Regions from separate parts of the Sus scrofa genome. Here region 1 is linked to region 2. Evidence: chromatin contacts called from public HiChIP or PLAC-seq data. All regions are on one chromosome and are shown on one strand. Each heading gives the region's core, a stretch centred on a gene start, on an enhancer-like site or on the middle of the called end of the contact. The rest is flanking DNA. Distances are from core to core; before and after follow the strand shown. Region 1 overlaps LEMD2 (LEM domain-containing protein 2). Region 2 holds the start of C7H6orf125.

Region 1 (4,648 bases), core at 972-3,471, 64 kb before region 2:
CCAGCCGTGGGAGGAGTGACCAGGATCCCTGGATCCGCAGTCATTTCTGTCACCTTTCTCCTGTTCGCATTTTCTGTCCCAGCTCTGCCTACTAATCTCCCTTTCAACCACGTGCTGGAAGCACCCTTTCTGGAGTCACTTTTCCTTTTCCCTCTCCAGAGCCAACCCTCTAACACATCCCTCTAACAGATCCACCCGTCCCTGCTTAGTTCTTTGATCCCTTCTGTTTTCTTGCTCATTCACACATCAGCGCCCATTGGAAGGCACCTTACGTGTCACTACTCAGGGATAGATCTGGTTGGGGACCCCACTTTGCAGCACCAGAAAGGCTGCACGCTCTACTTCTTTGGACCACAGGACTCATTTGCCAAAAGGAGGTTATTCTAGCCCTGCCCATGAGACAGGTGTGGAAGAACCTTTGAAAGAGTTTACAGTGATGTACACGGTGGCATCTGTCATTGTTTGCAGCGCCCTCATGGAGTGTGCCAAAAGAGAGTCCTGCATCTCAAGGGTGTTCCCAGCCATGCCTCTGTCCACACTTACTGGATAAGACACACCAATAAGAAAGCTGTGGGGTACTCTATGCTAACCAATAGTTTAGGATTTGTGTGTTTCCTAAAAGGGAAATTTGCTTCTCCCATAATTCCGGGCTCTAGTTGAATAAGAAACAGCATAGAAGTGATTTCTTTACAAATTTGAGCATAAAGTGATTCTGTAGTTCACCAAGTCTTTGTAGAGAATGAACATGACTAATACCGTTCCCAGCCTTGAGCCCAGGCCCCCTCTTTGCCTGCCTGGCAGGAGCAGCCAAAATGCAGGGAAATGCTAAATTGTCTTTGCTGTTGCAGCAGGTGGATATTTGGATGGATGAGTAGGTCTGCGGACGCAGGGGTCCCAGACTTGTGCCCACATCCCAATAATTTCTTGACTGAGAGCAGTTTATCCACCTGCTGGAGGAATTAGACAGACCCAGGCGTGTTTCAGTGCTCACTGTACGCTGGTGATGTCGGAAAGCAGGCTATGGCCTCACTGCCGAGAGGCTCTAAGACACAGCTCCTGGGTGAACACTGGGCTCTGCCCTGACTTCTCCCATGATGGTATCGATGCCTGTGTAACGTAACATTGTTCACAACATCTAGAACCATCATGAATGTTGTCTTGTGTGAGGCTGAGTCTGAGTGAAGCAAGGAAGGCTTTAGTGAGCCCACGTTACGATGACGAGTCAGAGGTTCAGAGTGGTGGGTTAAGTGAGTCGTTGCCTGAGGTCCCTTTGCTGTTTTACTCCTGGGATTAGGACACAGACATCCTAATTCTAATCCAGGGCTTCAACCTCCTTACATTTTAGTGCCTGTGTTTTTTAAATACCTTACTTAAAAGACATCTTTCTAATCCCCATCGTTATATTGCTCATGTTTTACTTTCCCTGAATTTTGAGAGTGGTCCCTTTTTGTATCCTTTCTCACAATCCACACACTTTTAATTTCCTCTGTGCTTCTCTTCTTGGTCGCAGTGAAATTATTGCCAGTGGACTGTGAGAGAAAAACAGATGAGGTGAGTTTGTGTTTCTCTAGCTTTCATTATTCCTCCCAAAGATGTTGGCTTCCATCAGGAGGTAAACTGGCCCAGAAAGAGATCATAATGGGATCATTTTCAGGAGAGCTGCCTGTAATGTACCAGAATGGCATCATGTTCTGTGATGTTTGTGTCAGACTCAATTGTGGCAGTGAAGGAGCACTTGAAACGGAGAGGATTGAGCTCCTGAGCTCCAGCCCCGGGCTTGTTACCGGAGCTCTCCCATCAATCACGGTACTAAGGACTTTGATCTGCCTGAGCCGATGGGGAACTGAGTTGGATGCTGTAGGTTGTGGTTGAAGAACCTCTCAAGCCCCCTGGCTTCCAGAGAAAGGCTCGCAGCTTTTTAAGGTCAGGAGACCGGGGTCTCAATTGCGCAATCTCCGGTCGATGTCTGTGGCTCTGAAAATACTGTTCTGATTTGAAACGTCATCCGGGGCTTGTTTTAAACACATCTGAAGTGGAGTTAGCCCTCTTAGTCTATAGATTTGTTTTATGAAGCTTTAATGTTCCCTACAAATAATATTTGGGAAGGTGAGCAGTCCCATCCATTTATGAGTCATGAAAACAGCATTAGCGAGAAGCTGGGATGCTGGGACAGGTGGCAGTGTGGGGAAGATACGAGGCAGTAAATTTTCAGGTCGTAAATCCTACCAGGAGGAGTCTTGTGCTGCCAGAGGGCGTGACTTAGTGGTCTAAGTGTGCAGGTCACCAGGGGCTGGAGAGAAGCCACTTGAGGTTATTCCCAGGCCCATGCATGGACTCTTACCCACGTAACCAGGGGCCGTCCTGATGCAGACAGCCAGTTTTATTTCTCTTTGGCTTCTGCTGTGTCATATTTGGGGGTGTTTTTATTACATGTATTTATTGCGTGCATCCACCAGATATCTTGGCTTCCCTACTGTTTTGTAAAAACAGGTTCAGGGTAAGTATTAGCTGCCTTCTCAAAAAAACTGCAGTCGATGATTGAAGGAAGAGGCCCAGAAGCATGGCCAGGAGGGGAAAATAGAATTTTTGAAGACCGAAAACCAAAACAGGAAAAAAAAAAATGAAACTCTTCTGTAAGACTCTTCTGGTTTCTTTTATTTAGAGACGGGCTGTGTGCTTTCTGTTTCTTGGTCTCCCACACGTCTTAGTGTCGCCGGCCCAGGACCGCAGGACAGATTGGCCCGTGGCCCTCCCCTTGCTGGACGTGCTCGTGTCCCGCTAGCGACAGCGCGACGGGCACCCCGCTCAGCGCGCCGTCTGCATGCTTATAACCTCAGAGCCCGGCTCAGCGGAGTCTGGGCCACTGCAGGCGCCCATCAGCCGCCAGGCTGAGCTCTGGTGCTGAGCCGAGGTTCCAGGGGCACCTTGGCCTTCAGGGAGGGCGGACACAGGAACAGGCAGTGGGGAGGTGCTTCTTGACTTTGGTGATGTTCGTTCTTTGTGCCGCTCAAGCTCACCAGAGGGCATTTGAGTTCGAATATACGGGTCCTTCCCCTTCTCCGCCGTCTGTGACTCTTGGTTCTTTCCGGCTCAGTGCTGCCAACACCTCGGGGACAGCCCGGGAGTGGGTGCCGTTGTCTTAGTCAGGCTGTCTCCTCGTCCAGTCCCTTCTGTCCTGGAATCAGCCCTGCTTTGCCTAAACACCTGTGACTTTGGAACCTTAGTAATTGCTACCACTTTTTTCATGGTGGTGACAATGAGAGCTGTTTAATGTAGCAAGTTCTGAAAATGTGACAAAAATCACCCATGATTCTGCTGCTTGGAGATAAGAGCCATTATCATGTGGGGAATGTTTCCCTCCCATCTCCTCTCGCTGTGTCTGTGGAATCGGGACCTCTGTATGTTTAGCTGCAGTTAGCACGCAATTGTCACCTTTTCCCATATCGTCAAACATTCTTTAAAAATTGTTGGGGTGTTCCCATTGTGGTGCATCAGGAACAAATCTGACTAGTATCCATGAGGACGTAAGTTCGATCCCTGGCCTCACTCAGTGAGTGGGGGATCTGGCATTGCCGTGAGCTGTGGTGTGGTTCGCAGACTCGGCTCGGATCTGGCATTGCTGTGGCTGTGGTATAGGCCGGCAGCTGTAGCTTCAATTTGACCTCTAGCCTGGGAACTTCCATACGCTGCAAGTGTGGCCCTAAAAAGCAAAAAAAAAAAAAAAAAAAAAAAAAAAAAAAAAAAAGTTGGGGTTTCTGACTCACTAGTAGGCAGGTGAGTTGTTTCGGAACATTTATAGTCGTGTGCGTTACATTGTTTCATACCTGGTAGAGGCTTTAGGGTCTTCAGGTGACATGAGGGGACAAGTCTTGCCTCCGAGACTGTTTGAAACCAAATCAGATCAGGGCAACCAACAAGCCCTAGAAGGAAAGCGACTTTGGCTCCTTTGTAGGGGCAGAGCCTGGTCTAGAGTCGAGACCCTGGACTTTGGTGCAGGGCTCTGCCCCATGACCGCCCAGAGAGGCCTCAAGGGTAGAGGGCAGGTTGGGAGTCCACTGGCCGGCCTCTGTGTGGCTTTCCACTAAGGAGTGTGGGATCTTGGTGGCGCATGTAAGGTTTCTAAACCTCAGGCTCCTCGCTTGAGAGGTTGGGGTGCGGGTGCAGTGAGGGTTTTGTGAGGGTTCAGTGCCCGCGCATGTACAGACAGCTCAGCATGGCACCCGGCCTTTTCCAAATGTTACAAATCAAGTGAGGCAAGCAAAATGGCGTCACGTCTGCTCCAGGTGCTGGAGCAGAAGATACACAGATTTTCTCAACAGATGACATTTTCTCCCTGCAGTTTCAAGATTTCCTTGAGGGAGTTCCCGTCGTGGCGCAGTGGTTAACGAATCCGACTAGGAACCATGAGGTTGCGGGTTCGATCCCTGGCCTTTCTCAGTGGGTTAAGGATCCGGCATTGCCGTGAGCTGTGGTGTAGGTTGCAGATGTGGCTTGGATCCCGAGTTGCTGTGGCTCTAGTGTAGGCCGGTGGCTACAGGTCCAATTCGACCCCCAGCCTGGGAACCTCCATATGCCGCGGAAGTGGCCCAAGAAATGGCAAAAAGACAAAAAAAAAAAAAAAAAAATTTCCTTGAAACTTTCCATTTCT
Region 2 (4,417 bases), core at 1,311-3,810:
GCCTTGCCCAGTGGGTTAAAGCTCCGGCGTTGCCACAAGCTGTGGTGTAGGTCTCGGACGTGGCTTGGATCCTATGTGGCTGTGGCTGTGGCTGTGGCTGTGGCCGGCAGCTGCCACTCCAATTCGATCTCTAGCCTGGGAACTTCTATATGCCCCATGTGCGGCCCTAAAAAGCAAAAAAAAAAAAAAGAAAGAAAAGGAGACCCTGGTTGTGGCTTCCCCTGCTCCAGCAGTTCTCAAACTCTCACTGTGCTTGTTCCTCAGTGGGGTGAAAACCCTCCCAGCACAGCTGGCGACCAGCCAGGTGCTCTTCCAAGCCACAGCTGTGGTGTGGCCTCAGGCAGAATGAGAAGGCCTCAGGGCACCCACCACAGTCAGCCCTAGGTGCCTGGTGCTTGATATTGATAGCAAATAAATTCTTGCCCTTTGGGTATCATCAAAACTGTGTGGTTATAGATATGTTATTGAGGAGTTCCCGTCGTGGTGCAGTGGTTAATGAATTCGACTAGGAACCATGAGGTTGCGGGTTGGATCCCTGGCCTTGCTCAGTGGGTTAAAGGATCCGGCATTGCCGTGAGCTGTGGTGTGGGTCGCAGATGCAGCTCGGATCTGGCGTTGCTGTGGCTGTGGTGCAGGCTGGGGGCTGCAGCTCCGATTAAACCCCTAGCCTGGGAACCTCCACATGCCATGGATGCAGCCCTAGAACAGGCCTGCCCACGTCTGAAATAAAATAAATAAATAAATAAAGTCCAAGCTGGTACTGCTCTTGCACAACCAGCCAATAAATCAAAACATGAGTTGCTGGGGCAAAGACCAGCCACTTTACTCTGAAAGCCAGCAGACTGAGAAGATGGCGGACTAGTGTCCCAAAGAACAACCTTCCCCAAGTTAGAATTCTGGCTTCTTTTGTACTGAAACAGGAAGGGATGTGGTTGGGTGCTGCAAACTTCTTGGTGCCAGAATCTTTTGTTCTTACAGATGTCCACAAGTGTCTGCTCACAATGTTCCCATAAACCTCCAAGACAACTCTCTGTTCTGCAACTTTTTAATCTCCATACGAGTGGGAAAGTGGTGCTATACCTTTAAAGGTTAGAGCCTTGAGAAACAGCTCTCCTGTACATTTCAGGCTCTAGGCAACATTCTTGCAGCAAAAGCAACAGAATACAAAGGTTAAAGTAAAACAGATTCAGTGTACATTACAAATACTGCAAATGGTGAGAGTGGTACAGGGAGAGGTACTGGTGGGTGGAGAATGCCGTGGGAGGGGGTCTTGAGTGCCTCATTTTCCAACCCCCCAACTCCCCTCAAGCAGGCATCACACATCCCTGTGTCCCCAGGTGTTCCCATTCATAGGTCTTTACCCTTAAGGACTTCAGACAGTTCAGAGCTATTCCCTGCTAAAACCACCCACTGATCTCTGTCCCCCCACTTCCTCTCTCTCCCAGTCGTGCCCCAAGCCTGGCTCTTGCTGCTCAAAGTCCCTCTCCCAAGCCCACTTTCAAAGCTTAACCATCCTCAAGGCCCAGCACAAATGCCATCTCCTTCAGAAGCAATCCCTGATCTTCCCCATTCCCCCAATCTCAACAGCTAGAAGGACTATTTCTTTCTCCAAACGCCTAGTATTCTTTAACACTTCCATTAAAGCCCTTGTCACTTCTAACATTGTATTTGGTTCTGAATTCACTCCCTGACTCAGGGCAGGAGTCTCCTGGAAACATACAAAGTAGACGGGTGGAGAGAAGGAAGAGATCTGGGGGAAGCCAAGCGCTGTGTGCATGGGATGGTCCTGTCTAAAGACAGGACAGTAAAGACGCAAAAGGAGGATGAGGCTTTCCTCAAGGAAAATCCGGAAGGTAGAGTTTTTGGGGTTTGTTTGTTTAAGAAAAGAAAAATCAGGATGCAGCTGGAACTGTATAAGAGCAAGCTTGGTAAAACAAGTTTTTTTCCAGGCTGCATCAACTCAAACAGACAAGTGGACGGCTTGGGGAGGGGGAGCTCAGAAGTGATACTAACAGGGGCTGGGGACACAGGGACAGGAGCGAGGAGCACTAAAGAAGGAATTGTGGCAGAGCACCAATCGTGGTACTGATAGGTACCGGGGCTTCGGGAAAGGGGCGCGGGCGGCGGCGGGGGGGGGGATGCTGCAAACCACGTGTGCTAGGATATTAAGTTCAAACATATCTTCATCGAATAACAACCTGTATTTACATGCAAATGTATCCGTTTATGCAAATCAGCAGAGGTCTCAGAGGAGGATTTTTAGTCTGGAGCTTGTGCATTCATTGAAAAAGAGAAGCAAAGCCGTCCCTGGGGGTACTCCACGCCTGACTTGCCCCTGGAAGACCGGCTGGTTCCAGAAGGACAAGAACTGAATTAGCTCGGCTCGCAGGGCAAGCGAGCAGCGCCCCCACCCGGAATGCGGCGAGCGCGGTGAAGGAGCGCATGCTCCCTCCCTCCTCCCTCTTCCCTCCTCCCTCCCGCGCCAGCTCCTCGGAAAGCCAGAGGTCCTTAGTGCGCAAACGCCTTCCGTCTGCGCCAACTCCTCCCTCGGGGGCGGGGACACGCGGGGCCCAAGATGGCGGCCAGCCGCTACCGGCGTTTTCTCAGGCTCTGTGAGGAATGGCCGCTGGACGAGACCAAACGGGGCCGGGACTTGGGCGCTTATCTGCGGCAGCGGGTAGCGCAGGCCTTTCGGGAGGGAGAGAACACCCAGGTGACACAGTGTGGGGACCGCCTGCGGCGGGAAGGCGTGGGGGGTAGGGGGGCAGGACAAGGCAGGGCGGGCCGGTGGCGGGCCCGGCGCATGCGCGCGCCGTTCCCTCGGCCACACGTGCGCGTGGACGGCTCCGTGCTCTTAACAACGTACCCCTCGGAGTTCTAGGACGCTTTTAAAAATCTGGAGACCTGGGTCGTTCGACCTACTCGAATCAGAGTGTGGGGCAGGCCTTGGCCTCAGTATTTTTAAAAGCTCTCCATGATTCTAGGCGCAGTACCTGTGGCAGTCTGTTCCTCCCCTGACACTACCGTACCTCACAGTGCTGTGTGGTGACCGATAGCCAAAGCCCTGTCCTCACCCCAGGCCCCTGCGTTTGAGTAGACCTGCGTTTTTGTGGTTTTTTTTTTTTCGGCTTTTGTGTTTTGAGGGCCGCACCTGTGGCATATGGAGGTTCCCAGACTAAGGGTCGAATCAGAGCTACAGCTGCTGGCCAACACCACAGCCACAGCAACGCCAGGTCCGAGCCGCGTCTGCCACCTCCACCACAGCTCATGGCAACGCCGGATCCTTAACCTACTGAGTGAGGCCAGGGAGCAAACCTTCGTCCTCATGGGTGCTAGTCATATTCAGTTGCCTCGTAAAAGACCCTAAGACTCCATGATAGGGTCTTAAAGACAGGCTCTGATTAGAAGGTGGATTTTATCATAAGACCATTGAGCTGGGAAGGTTTAGTCGGGGCCGATGTGACCTAATTTACTTTTTTTAAAGATCACTCTGGTTGTAGTAGTGAATGGATTATAGGGGGGCAAGAATAGAAGCAGTCAGCTGGAGAAGAGGTTACTCTGGCAGCCCAGGCAAGAAATGGTGGTGTGGATGCAGAAGGCAGCCCAGGAGAGGGAAGTGGCTGGATTGAGGTTGCCGTGGAAGGTTGCGGCCACAGGTTTCCCTGATACATTGGATGCAGGATAGAAGGAAAGGTGAACCAAGGGTCACACCTAGATTGTTTTGGCCTGAGCATCTGGGTGGAAGGTGGTGCCATTAACTGAGATGAGAAAGACTAGATGAGGAACAGGTGGGATGTGGGAAGAACATCTTGTGTTTGGTGTTAGACGTGTTGAACTTGAGATGCAGAGTGCTGTTACCTCTGAGTGGAAATGTCAAGTAGACAGTAGGATATTTGAGCCTGGGGCTCGGGTGAGAGGTCAGGCCTATGAGATAGCATATACACACATACACAGTCTGAGGAAGTGACTTTTGCAAAATTTGGCCACAGCTGTCAAAGTAGGAACATGGTCTTTTGCAACTTAGCTACACGGAGCCAAGCCAGCCCACCTAGTAGAGCAAGAACATGCCCAGTGGCATCATGGGGACAAGCACTGGGTGGGTGTTGGGATGGATGGAGTGTCTGACTAGGGCTGGGGAGGGTGTGGGGGTGTGTGACACCACACTGAGGCCTCACACTTCTTACAGTGCTCTTCACTGGCCCAAAGGATAAAGATTTTGCAGGCAAGAATCATAGCTAGTCCCAATCCTGTGAATCCCATAAGCCTTCTAGGGCTGTGCTCCCTATGTATTTCTGGTGCGAGCTTCCTGAAAATAGAGGTTGTTCCATTTTTATCTTTCTCCCCATAGTGTCTCACATAGTTCCTCACACATAAAAGACACTCAGTAAATGAATGGATGGTTACATAAATGATTGGT

What was found. HiChIP or PLAC-seq counts read pairs in DNA pulled down with a chosen protein or histone mark.
Region 1: a contact with region 2 is called in an H3K27ac HiChIP or PLAC-seq map of skeletal muscle. The contact joins the enhancer-like site here to the promoter of C7H6orf125 in region 2. A contact is called at or near these places in 4 of 5 promoter capture datasets (fetal liver, fetal skeletal muscle, liver and 1 more), 9 of 47 Hi-C or Micro-C datasets (embryonic fibroblasts, heart right ventricle, liver and 4 more) and 2 of 2 datasets of contacts at active chromatin or transcription factors (alveolar macrophages and skeletal muscle).

The regions. Positions count from the first base shown.
Region 1 is chr7:29,991,379-29,996,026 of Sscrofa11.1, reverse strand. LEMD2 (LEM domain-containing protein 2) reads left to right here. Exons shown (of 9, transcript XM_005665892.3): 2 at 1,511-1,551. Among named protein-coding and RNA genes, the nearest start is that of LEMD2, 3.4 kb to the left of the region's middle. Within about 2 kb of position 2,221, at least 2 of the 83 cell types and tissues checked have an H3K27ac peak or open chromatin away from gene starts, as enhancers often do. A contact at or near this core is called in skeletal muscle, where this site is marked.
Region 2 is chr7:29,927,945-29,932,361 of Sscrofa11.1, reverse strand. C7H6orf125 reads left to right here and starts at 2,560. Exons shown (of 4, transcript NM_001243451.1): 1 at 2,560-2,713. The coding sequence starts at 2,576.